Linked DNA regions of Mus musculus: region 2 is linked to region 1. Evidence: chromatin contacts called from public promoter capture Hi-C data. All regions are on one chromosome and are shown on one strand. The core of a region is the stretch at or near the end of the contact, and the rest is flanking DNA. Distances in the headings are between cores, read along the strand shown.

Region 1 (6,185 bases), core at 1,345-3,844:
AGTCTCTCATGTCCATTACTAAATGCTGTGAGAAACCATAGCTGTATGTGTAGAGTAGACATAGTGAAGCCTTCTATAGACATGAGGGGATGTAAAAACACAATATACCAACAAATCCTGGATAGTTTGTCCTGATAGTGCAGCTGCTTGCCAGCTATGGCTGGCTGCCACTGCCCAGCGTCGTGAGAAAAAGGCTGTCTTAGTCAGGGTTTCTATTCCTGCACAAACATCATGACCAAGAAGCAAGTTGGGGAGGAAAGGGTTTATTCAGCTTACACTTCCACATTGCTGTTCATCACTAAAGGAAGTCAGGACTGGAACTCAAGCAGGTCAGGATACAGGAGCTGATGCAGAGGCCATGGAGGGAGTGTTACTTACTGGCTTGCTTCCCCTCTTGCTCTCTCATAGAACCCAAGACTACCAGCCCAGGGATGCCACCATCCACAATGAGCCCTCCACCCCTTGAACACCAACTGAGAAAGTGCCCCACAGCTGGATCTCATGGAGGCACTTCCCCAACTGAAGCTCCTTTCTTTGTGATAACTCCAGCCTGTGTCAAGTTGACACACAAAACCAGTCAGTACAGAGGGGAAAAAATTACATTTCAAAATGTAGTGTTTGGCTTCCACTGAATACTAACAGTGAGTCTGTAAGGAAGAACCCACATGCCTCCTACAGGACTCCACCTGGAGAGGGAAGACCCATAAACATTTATCCCTGAACATCAACTCAACTCATTCCATGCCCTTCAAACTCACTTTTTCCTGTACCTCTCTCTCCTCAGCTCAGTGACTACAGTCCATATCAGTTACAGTGAACCATTTCTATCTACCCTTGACATGGACAGATCCCTTCCTAAGTAGTTGTATCTTGGCTTACAATACACCCATCCACATTCTGAAAAATCTTTCTATTTTTCTTAGGATGATGTCCCAAACTCCAAAAACACATGGCCTTGCAGGGCATTTAAGATCTGCCTTTTGGGGTCTTTTTACTTCTGTGCCCACAAGCTAATAATCTGTATGCTTTCTCTGAGGCCCCCAAAGACTTCTTCAATTAGAAGATAACTTGGGCTTTCACTAACCCCTTTTCTGAGGAAATCATATTCCGTTGTCTTTTATCTACTCTTGTATATATTCAAGTCAGGAATAGACAGCCCAGCCCAAAACTCCCTGTCAAAGCCATAGTATTATTGTCTTCAAGATATTTCAGTTTTGGTACCACATCAAACCCTTATTCTTACTTATAACCTTTTCTAGGAATTAGCGAAGTTAGTCTGTCCACATAAGAAGTTACTCCTAGGGGGAGTGGGTGGGTAGGGGAGTGGGGGTGGGTGGGTATGGGGGACTTTTGGTATAGCATTGGAAATGTAAATGAGCTAAATACCTAATAAAAAATGAAAAAAATAAAAAAAAAAGAATCTCTTTTTAAGTCTGAATAATCCCAAAAAAAAAAAAAAAAAAAAAAAAGAAGTTACTCCTGTGGAAGACATCAAAGGAATACTTTTTCTACGAGTATCAGCCTAGAAAAAAAAAGACCCAGAGGCAAATCGAACACTGACTCCCACCTGCAACAAAATATCGCAATAGGTTACATCATCCCCAGGAATCCAATTCCCATAACAGCTTTCTCTATTATGTGATCAATGCAAAACATAGAAACGGGAATCATTCTGGCATGACCTATACATTCCTGCAAAATCTGCAGTCTGCCCACACCCCCTAATCTCATTTCCATCTTTCTTCCCCTTACTCAGTCACAGTTCCCCTAAACTTATTAAAGTACCAAAGGCTTTGCACTTCAGATTAACTGCTTGTAAAGGCCTTCCCTCAGATCTTTGTTGGCTAGTTTTTTTTGTCATTCACAGAGCATAAATGTCATTCTCTGGGAGACCTGGCTCACAATCTAAGAGTCTAGCGCATCCTAGTCAAACTGTATTCCATTACTTTGTGGGTTTTTTTTTTTCCCTAATCATTCTGCAGTTTCATCTTCTCTTGTTAAGATAAAAGAAAAAAAAAGAAAGAAAAGAAAGAAAGGAAAGAAAAGTTCACAAAGTCTCCCCAACAACTAGAGTAGTGTCAACCCAGTAGACACTTGCTAAAAGAATCAATGCATTTAAACAATGTATCAATGTGCCCACTCTGCGCCCCCCTCCCCCGGCTCTTTTCATTCACAAGAAACCACTAGGGTCGCTATCCTCGCAGGCAAGCCCTTGAACCAGCCTCGCGATCCCAAAGAGCGTGCTCTCTCGCAGGCTGGGCGAGGCAGCCTGGAAGCTAACCGGGTCTCAGAGACCGACAGATGCACCAAACATCGCCACTCGCTTCCAAGAAGCACCGCAGAGCGACGACGAGTAGGGGCCCTCATCGCCTGCTCTCGGCCCTGTCGCCTCCCCCGTCGCTCAGCCTGCCACGCACGTGTCGCTCCAGCCACCCAGCTCAACCTGGGCTCCTGCTTACCTGGCTGCCATCCCGCCGGGCCACGCAGCCATCGCCCGGCCACTCGTGCCCACAGCTGCCTACTCCAGGCCACCGTACTCCACGGAAGGCCTTGCCGGCCCCTCCCTCAGCAGGCGTAGAAGCCCCATTCGTAGTACAGTGTCTCTTAGCAACCGCTTAGAGTCTCCAGGCTGGGGGTGGAGCCTGGAGAACCGCTGCGGGGAAGCGGAGGGGACGAAGGGAGAGCGACCAATCGGAGACAAGTCCCAGCCTCTATTAGCCCGCCTCCTCTAACTGTCGCGAATCCGCGGGCAGCTTTACGACAGCCAGGGGGTGGGGGCATCTGTGTGAGGAGAAGGAAGCAACCAACCAACCAAGTCGCCCCCACCCCCTACCCCAACCCCCACCCACCGCGGATCTGGTTTACGGCTTGGAGCGCAGGCTCCAGTGCGGCAGCTGATTGGCTGTCGAAGGCTTGGTCCCATCCCAGTGACCCCAAAGTGCTGGAAGGAGGGGGCGGGGGTGGCCCAGTGCAAAGTGCATCCCGAAAGCCCCCTGTCGGGACACCCTGCTGCTGACACTTCGGACCTGGTATGACTTAGGGTCTCTCTGTCCCCAGACCTCTTGAGTCCCTCGGTAGCTGAAAGCCTCCGGCCCGGCGCGCGGCAGACCCTTGGTCTGAGCCCCTGGACCGGGACTGCCCCCCCCCCCCCCCACCCAGCCGGCACTTCCTCCCAGCGCCCCTTCCCGGAGGCTGCTCCGAGGCCAAGACCGCCACCCCCAGCCTGATCGACTATCTGGATGCTCTCTGGGTTGGGGCCGTGAAGCACCCAGGAGGATCAGGAACACGGTGTCCGGCCCTGCCTGGGGTGTTTCTTCAATGGAGAAGTTGGTGAATGTGCAGGAGGCTGAAAGGAGAGAGAGGAGCTGCAACTGAGGACACAGGTAAAGTCAGTTTCTTCCTCCCTTGAGGGGAGGGGGCTGGCTGGGTGGGGGTTGGGGGAGAAGCCCTGCTCTAGCCTGCCTGCCCTTGCCACCCTCCAGCCTTTGCTAAGCTCCCCCATCCTCAGAGCCCTCTCCTCGCCCCTGGATCACTGCACCACTGATCGGTTTCTGTTTTCCAGGTTTGAGCTTGCTGGAGGACACTCGCGAGTAGAAGGGGTCTGGCCACCCACCAGAGGAGCAATAAACAGAGTGCTTTGGACCAGCATCCTCTTGAAAGGTAAAGAGGCAGACCTCCCTTCCCCCATTGTTTACTCCTGGCCCCTACCTCATTAAGTAACGCTTTATTTCCAGGGTGGTTGCCTGGGAATGCAAGCTTTCTTAGATCCTAGTTTCCTAGCAAAACCAGAAGCACTGCCCATGCCTGGTCCTTAACACCCCAGTAACTTCTCTAGCCCAGAAACGTCTTCTGGGACCTGATCAGAGCGTTTCCGTGTTTTGCATTATCTTTTGGTATACTGTGTCATGTACTCTGCTCGGAGGCTTGGAGACCTTTTTGTAGTTCCCCGCCTTACATACTCTCATAGGAATTCTTCAATTCCATGTTAATTGCTTGTTAATTCTGAATGATTCTGCTTTTAATTAAACCACAGTTTACTGTTTTGCCCATGTACATTTTTTTCTCTCTATGCCTCCATCAGGAAAGCTTCAGAGTTACCTAACTGATAATGACTTAGTAGCAGAAGGTGAACAGGAGGACTGAAACTTACAGGTTTTGAAGAAAATAATTGGATTTGGTTTTCCTGGAACAAGTGAATGTGTGTAGCTTAAGAATGGGAACAGTATAGGAACTGTATAAAAGCACTATTAGCCCCGGAAACAAAGTATATAGTTTACTATGGGTGTTCTTGTGTGTTTGTGTGAGAAAAGTGGATGGACACCAGGAGTTGTTATGAAGTGATACATAGTATTTGTTACATCTCTGGTGTTCTAGGTGAACTTATAAAAATTTACAATGTATCTCCTTGACAATAGTGGCACAGTCAGGAATTTTGAAACAAAGTATTGTTTTGGTATGTTTAGCTATCTGCTGCTTGGTTTTGGCAGTGGTCATTCTTGTTTTCTCATTTTAAAACCCTTACAGAGAATTTACTAGATTGAAATATAAGCACCTAGGTCATGTGCTCAGATTTCTGCTGCCTCCGAAAATGCCCAAAAGGTAAGTTTAGAACATTAATATAAAGAGAGAATGTATACAAATAAACCATAGGGAGAGATTATACAAGGACAACCTAGAGACTGCCTAATGAATAACTATAATATTTGTTATCACGTATAAAAAGTGACTCATTTATTTTAATATCTCAACTGTTTTTTGAAATTTTCAGTACAAAGAAGTATTCAAAATGGTAGGCTTTTATTCCTTTAGATTTTCTGTCTTGTCTGCCAGTGTGTGTGTGTGCTTGCACACACAAACACAAATAATATGTTTTGATTCTACTGATCTTTAAGACATAAAGATAATTTTAAGGGGCTCTGGTGGCTTGCACATTTTTAAGACTTGAAACTACACGCCAAAGAAAGTATGTCCTGAATAAAATTTTAAAATACTATATATCAGCTCTCTTTTCTCACTGTAATTGCTATATTTTCCTCCTCCTCCTCCTCCTCCTCCTCTTCCTCCTCTTCCTCCTCCTCCTCCTTTTCTTCTTCTTTTTAATTTCTGGTGCTTTGAGACAGGGCTTCTCTGTGTAGCTTTGGCTGTCCAGAAACTCCCTGTAGATCAGGATAGCCTTGAACTCAGATCTGCCTGACTCTGCCTCCTGAGTGCTGGGATCAAAGGCTTGTACCTGACTGTAATTGCTGTTCTTTCCAGGCTGAGGAGTGGGAATCTTGAGGCAGGAGGATGGAGAATTTAAAGCCAACCTGGGCCAGCTATAGAGTGAAACAGGGTTTTAAAGAACCAAATGAAAGAAAGAGAAAAAAAAATTCACCAGTGACTGTACTATGGAGAAAATTTAGGGTAGTATTCATATATGTGTGTGTGTAAAAATTTAGGGTAGCATTCATATATATGTGCGTGTGTGTGTGTGTGTGTGTGTGTGTGTGTGTGTGTGTGTATGAATATGAATCAAGGCAGAGTCTCAAGTTGAGGGGTGGCTGCTATTAAAATACAGAGCTCAGGGCTGGAGAGGTGGCTCAGCGGTTAAATATGGATCAGCACTATGATACCTTCAGAGTACTGTATAACTTTAAAAAATGGTAATAAAATATTTGGAGTGTATTTCAGAGATAAAATGCAGTATGTATTTTGTGCCTAGCCTTCTCAGTGGGGCGGAGGGTATTTTTCTGCTTTAGAGTTAACCTGATTTGCTAGGGCTCCTGAGTGAGGGTTCTTTTCACCTGAGATGATAAATGAGGATCACTGGTCAGATTTGTAAAGACAGAGCAGTATTCTGGTTCCCAGCCAGGTCATTATTGCTGCTTAAGTCAGAGTACAAGGATTTGCTCAGCTGACAGTGGGTTTCCTAAGATTGAGACAGAGATGTATAAACACACACACACACACACACACACACACACACACACACACACAGAAGGCTGTGGGGAGGTTGTAATAATTAGCATAATTGAGAATGTTTAGTCTAGGTAATTTAACATTTAACACTTTATTTAGTTTGGACATTCACTCAACAATATGACCAGCTCAATAGATTATATTTCTATATCTGACAGTCAACTTAGTATTAATTCTATTGTAAGTGACATGGGAGAATACTTACCTGATTATTTGGTAACCAAAAC
Region 2 (6,185 bases), core at 1,558-4,057, 1.4 Mb before region 1:
ACAGACAGACAGCTTTCACTCTGGCCTAGAGTGCAGAGAAAACTACTACTTTCTGTGGGAAGAAAAGTCAGTCAACCACAGGAATCACAGAAGGATCCATCACAAGAGGACGCCACTGTCCCTTAAGCAGAGACAGGACTGAGAAGAACAAAGGTACTACTGGGACAGAATATGGAGAGGTCAGCTTGAGGAAGTGCTCTAGCAAATGGCATCAAGGAGGCCATTTCCCCAACTGGAGAGAGACCTCAGATCCTCACCACAGGAGCCAGGTAGCACTGTGGTACGCACACATACCATGTGTGTACTGATGTGGTGGGAGACACAGGCAGAGGTGGCAGGGTGAAATCAGGTCAAGAAGAACTGAGAGCCAGGCCGGGGCCACTGCTCTGCCCTGCTTATGAAAGCCAGGGGATTAAGTCAAGACTTCACTCGTGATTCAAAAAGTTATCTGAAGACATGGCGGGAAGTACAGCTAGGTCTCACCACCCCTCCCCCTCCCCCCCAGCTCTGCATGCTCAACTGAGGACGTGCCACTTGGCACGCTGGCACTCTCCTACAGGAAAACATACTTTGGCTATTCAGACGTGACTTCCTGGCACTCGGAAGCTGTTGGCATGGAAAAATTAACAGGCTGACTTGGCCAGGGAGGAACGGTTAACACAAATCACCAGGAAAAGATGAGCCCTGAGCAAGCGGGAGGTTTGAGGGAAGGGTCACGGAAAAAAGAAGGGGTAAGACACATTTGTCAGGAGTCCCAGGCTGGTACCAAGCCCACTGCATGACAAAGGTCATTGAGCCCTCACAGCCATACACAGACATCACGGCTTTCCTTTCAGGCAGTGGACAAGGAGGCTAACGGAGGTGAACTTACTTGGCCTGGATGAGGCAGCTAATAAGGGACAGGAGCTGGTACACACATCATCACAACATTCTTCATTACGGTCTCTTTCTGCCTTCAACCCCTTGCCCAGTTTGTAACTTCATAAGGTGGGGTAATGATGCCAGGAACTTTGTAGCCCTGAGGCAGAACTCTGCCCCAGCTGTGGCCTTCGTAACCTCCCCTTACTACAAGCGACACAGCCACCTCCACTCAAATCCTGACGACAGCTCAGTATATAACGGTAGCGTGTTACATACTAACTTGGTCATTTTGGGGAAAGCTGCTTGTGTGTGTAAAGGGGGGGGGGTGGTTTGGGGCTTGGGATCAAACAAATGAGTAAGTAGGAAAAAAGACCAACCATCCACTGAGATCCTAACCAGGCTTTCATAACTTAAGACTGGAGTCTTCCACAAACTCACACAGGTAGCCATAGAAGCTACTCCTGGAAATCCAATCCTGGCCAGAACATGCTAGGGCCACCCACATTCCTACCTGCAGCAACCTTCCTTTCTCCCTCAGCATCAACCCTAAGATCCTCCAGGGCTCTGTAGCTCAGTAACTTTGCAGGGTGTTAAGTCTAGAGGAGCCCAGAGGTCCGTGGCCTCCCATGTGGGGGTTACAATTCCTACAACCTTAAATCCTGTAAAGCGTGCCCACAAGGTCCTTCAGCTTCTCGCCAGAACTTCCAAACCTTGCCTTTACACTTAACAAAGCTTCCTACTAAATATCTACACCAAATTTCCGTACATTAGTTTTTCTTTCTGCTTGTGAAAGGGGTGGTGGTGGTGGTGAAACTAGTCAAGATCGGATATCCTCTGCAATACCAGCTTCTAGAAAAGAGCGTTTTTGAATGGGATGCCACGTGCTGTGTTTTGCCATATTGCCTGCGCTTCCTGCTTGGAGCCAGAGTAACAGAAACCTTGGGCACTGGGAACTGTTCCGTGCCACGCAAATTCCACTCCGTATCTTCCAGGCAACCCTGTCGCAAATAATTCATGTCCACTACGCCCCTACCACACAGAATACAACTACATTGTGCTGCTAGAAATGGGAAACCTGATTCAGATCAGAGAAGGTAGAAAAACATTTAGTTCAACACAATACTGCCTTTATGAAAAGGGGCGTGCGCCGGGTGGTGGTGTAAATCCCAAACCTGTAAGTGGGGATAGATTTCAAGACGAATTTTGGAAGAAAATGCAGAATCAAAATAGCATCCAGCTTGACTCAGACCAGTAATAATAATAACAACAACAAAAACCCAGCCAGTCCTTCTAGAGCTACGCCTGTTTAGGCTGCGCGGTGCTCTTAATGGCCAGCCAGCCTGTTCTCCTGGGAAATGGTGCTGCTGCTACAGCGTGACTTGCTTTGCGTGCTGCAATAAAAGGAAAACAAGCTTGCACGACCCAATAGCTTCCTTCAGTTTGTGCCTAGCAGCGGGGAGAAAATTAAAAAAAAAAAAAAAAAAAGCCTGAAAAGGGGTCCTGAGGCAAGGTGAATGGAGGACAGGATCCTAGAGAACAGCACTGCCCTGCAGGATTTTTGTAAACAGCAGCCTGTAATGGCCACGGTTAGAGAAAGAAAAACAGACATGGAGGGAAGCGTGTTTACAACTGCAGCAAGGGCGGGAGGCGGAGGGAGGGATTCCCCGGCTCTGCGCTCGGCCCTCTTCACTCCGGTGGGGCCCCGGGGTTGGGCTGAGCTTCAGCTCCCCACCCCAATCCGTGCTTTCTTGGGGGGCCCCCCATCTTGTTTATGGGAAGGTTACTCCTCCTCGGCTCTGGTGATCGCGTCCCTAATACTCCAGCTGCATCCTTGCGGGATGCCAGCTTGACTGACAAGTCCTGCAGCCAATCGCTGGTTGGGCCCTTAGGAAAGGTGGAATTTCCCAACAAACTGATTGGCTGAGAGAGAGGGCGGGCCCTGGTGATTGGCGTGTTATTCCGAGTAGAAAGTAGTAAACAACCTTGGTCCAGGGGCGGTGGGGAGGGCGCCCGGTGCCAGCTCCCTCTGGCTGGCAGGGCGGGGTGGGGAAGCACCCGAGACAAAAGGAATCCTGGCTGCCACAGCGGGGAGGGCAGGAAGGGGGTGGCCCCAAAAGTCAGCACCTGGAGGCGTCGTTTGGAGCCCCCCCCCCCCCCCCCCCGAGCCAGAACTGCTGACTTTAAGCCACACATCGTTTTTTTGTTTTGTGCAGAACCTCAAAGGTTTTGTTTCCATCATTTTCACTTCTTGTATGGCTGACGAAGTCTCCAATGGAATGATAACCGATTTAGTCGCTTTTGTCCAGAAGCCCCTTCCTCACCGTCGAATAAAAATTTAAAATTGTCTTTTACGAAAGTTGCTTTAAATCACACACTAAAATTGTTGCACTATACAATACGCCATTAATGGCATGCTGGTGCACCAGACACACAGCTACATCTTTTGATAGCAAGTTTTAGGAGCTCTGAGCCTATTGGGAGCAGCTGGGATGGAGAACATACACAAAAAGAAACAACACATGACGGCGTTGGGACCACTTGATAAGAAATAAGCGGTTAACTTGCCTTGCCCATAGTATTTCTGGCAGTCTCACTTGAATCTCCCATTCCCTCACTCCAGCTTCACCATCCTTACAGGACCCCAGGCGGAGGAAACCATCTGCTCTTAGGATGGGGGGCTCTGCTCACCCCGCACATAAACATGCTCACAAGTCGCTATCCTGAGCAAGCCTCCTCAATGTAAAAGGGGACCAGGAGGCCAGCCAAGCCGGCTCTCTCCACTTCAATGCTTGTTGAATATACAGAGACCACGTTGTCACTTTTCACAATCAAGATATATCGGTATCACGATATATCGATAACGGGTACTTTATAGGAGATAACAGTGCAAACTGGCCACCTGGCATTCTCCTTTGCCATTCTAGTCCCTCACCTCTGCTATCTCCTATGGAGCCTGCCACAAGCAACCCCAGTAAATGTTCACCCCAAGTCACCTTTGCTGTATAAAACATGGATTTAGGCTTTCCTTGGTCCTTGCAGCCTGGCATCAGACCCCAAACCAGTAGCTACTTTCATTGTAGGCACCCTCCCTCTGGACACTTTGTTCTGTTCCCAGGTCCCTGCCCAGACCACACACATCATTTTACTCAACGTTGGTTTTTATGCTTTCTAGACTTTACCTCTGCCTGCCCAGGAGAGGCCACTGTTCTCCACCGTTCTCCCTGGCCCAGCTACCCCACTTCTTGCAGAAGACTGAAATTTGTTTTCTTAGCACTAAGTCTCTGATAGGGCTTTAATGCTGTATTTAGACTCCACTCCTACGTTAAGACCCTGAACTTCCTGAGGCCTGGAATGGTATTATCTTCAGATTTGGGTCTTCAGTGGAGATGGGCTTCTACTAAAGTGCCCGCTGCAAACTTGCCAAATATTTCTAGGATTCTTCCCTAGCATCCTGAGTATGCCTACCCCTGAAAATCTTTCCTTACACACGTGCAATTAATGTGTTTTCTCTGCTGGGTCAACAACTCTGTTTTCTCTACTTGGCAAATTTCCACTCTGCCTAAAATCACTTCCTCTCTTGGCATACCTTTCACAACCTCCCACCAACTACACTGTGTACCAAGAGCAGAGAGGTCTCTTTCCGTTCTTACTTCTCTGGCCAGAATTAGCTACAAAACTAGAACTAGCATGGTTTGTTGGTAAAGGAAGAGCGGAGAGGCAAAATTTCAGAAGTGGTATCACCTGTACATCTGCATAACCAACCCATTGCCATCTGTAGGGGTGAAGCAGCGCCATGCTCCGTTTGTGGCTGTGATGGTCTCCCCCTGCTTTCTGTCTGAAGGCCTCTGTCTCTGAGGTGGATTCTTACTCCCCCCTCCATCTCAATCAGAGATCTCCTCCTGGCTCTTATGCTATCAACTCTGCACATCCCCGATTCCTTTCCACCATGACACTGAACTGTCATCTCCTTTTCTATCTGACCAGTCACTGACTTGCTCACAGTTTAGTCTGTCCGCCATACAGCCATATCCAGTGTTCTAAGAATTGTGGGGTTCCACAGCTGGGGCTCAGTCTCTGCTTACGCCCTCATGTGACATCTGTCATCAACCCTCCATCTTTCTAAGCCTTTAATGGTGGAAAAGAGTAAACCTGTAGATAAAGAGTGGTACCAGATTTCACCTTAAGATTACAGATACTTGTTTGTGAATAGAATTTGTTCTGGTACAGGCAAATGCACGGTTTAAAATCAAAACTAACAAAATATACAGTATATTAGCTGGGAACAAATAGCCAACTAAAGCAATGTAAAGCTGGGAGTCTGTATTCTGGCTCAAAGCCCATCACGGTGAGGCAAACATGATGGCCTGAGCTTCAGGATGCTCATTACCACACTGCATCCTCAGTCAAGAAGCAGAGAGAACTGGTTCCCAGGACAGGGGCTGGTGCTGCCTAAGTCTTGGTCTTCCCGTCTTTAAGTTAACACGGCCCTTGGCAGGCATGCCTGAAGCTTGACTTTTCGGTGATTACAGACCCTATCAAACACCATAAATAATAACACCACACATATATTACATATATAAAAACTATAACACAGAACACTCAATTGGCTTTCAGTAAGTGGGCTATTTTTTTTTCTTTGTTGCTTAATGTATTCTAGATCTGTCTATGTTTACAAACGGTATGTCTTCTCTACTAACAAATAGGATTTCAAATTAAAAAGCTGAACAGCAAAGGAGACAGTGAAGAGACAATCTGTTAGCTTTTCATCTGACAAGGGATTAATATACTGAATATATAAAGAACAAAATTTAAATGTCAAAAGAACAAATAATCAAACCAATAAATGGGCAAATTAATCAAATGGGCAGTTTTCAAAAGAAGCACAAAAGACCAATACATACATGAGAAATGCTCAACACCCTTAGCCACCAGGGAAATGCAAATGTAAACCACACCGAGATTCAAATCTCACCCCATTCACAATGGAGCACATTAAGACAACCATCAACAAACACTGGCAAGGATGCAGGGGGAAATGTGCCTGTACACATTGTTGGTGGAAATAAAAATGAAGTAGTTTAGATACTATGGAAGCCTATATGGCCAAAAATGTGCTACTACCTCACTTCGGGATGTACAGATGTGATGCTAAGTCAGCACACGACACATCCACGTTACTATCCACATCAGCCAAGCAATGGGACCAGGAAAAGATGAAGGAAATGTGATGCACACGCACAGCTGTGTCAGATGTCAAGGATAAAACCAAACTATCGGCGGGAAGTTAAGGAGTGGACAATCATCTGAAGTGACGCTGGCCAGAC

Evidence for each region. Promoter capture Hi-C pulls out the DNA fragments that hold promoters and counts their contacts.
Region 2: a contact with region 1 is called in a promoter capture Hi-C map of neutrophils, with 7 times the contacts expected there. The contact joins the enhancer-like site here to the promoter of Lins1 in region 1. A contact is called at or near these places in 3 of 39 promoter capture datasets (liver, neutrophils and pre-B cells), 3 of 484 Hi-C or Micro-C datasets (muscle stem cells, pre-B cells and uterus) and 1 of 115 datasets of contacts at active chromatin or transcription factors (microglia).

What each region holds. Positions count from the first base shown.
Region 1 is chr7:66,686,298-66,692,482 of GRCm38.p6, reverse strand. It overlaps Lins1 (lines homolog 1), which reads right to left and starts at 2,594. Exons shown (of 8, transcript NM_152815.2): 1 at 2,460-2,594. Asb7 (ankyrin repeat and SOCS box-containing 7) reads left to right here and starts at 2,922. Exons shown (of 6, transcript NM_080443.2): 1 at 2,922-3,383; 2 at 3,563-3,660.
Region 2 is chr7:68,125,758-68,131,942 of GRCm38.p6, reverse strand. The region is part of intron 2 of Igf1r (insulin-like growth factor I receptor); the gene reads right to left. Among named protein-coding and RNA genes, the nearest start is that of Gm51488, 8.3 kb to the left of the region's middle. Within about 2 kb of position 2,807, at least 378 of the 459 cell types and tissues checked have an H3K27ac peak or open chromatin away from gene starts, as enhancers often do. A contact at or near this core is called in microglia, muscle stem cells, neutrophils and 1 more, where this site is marked.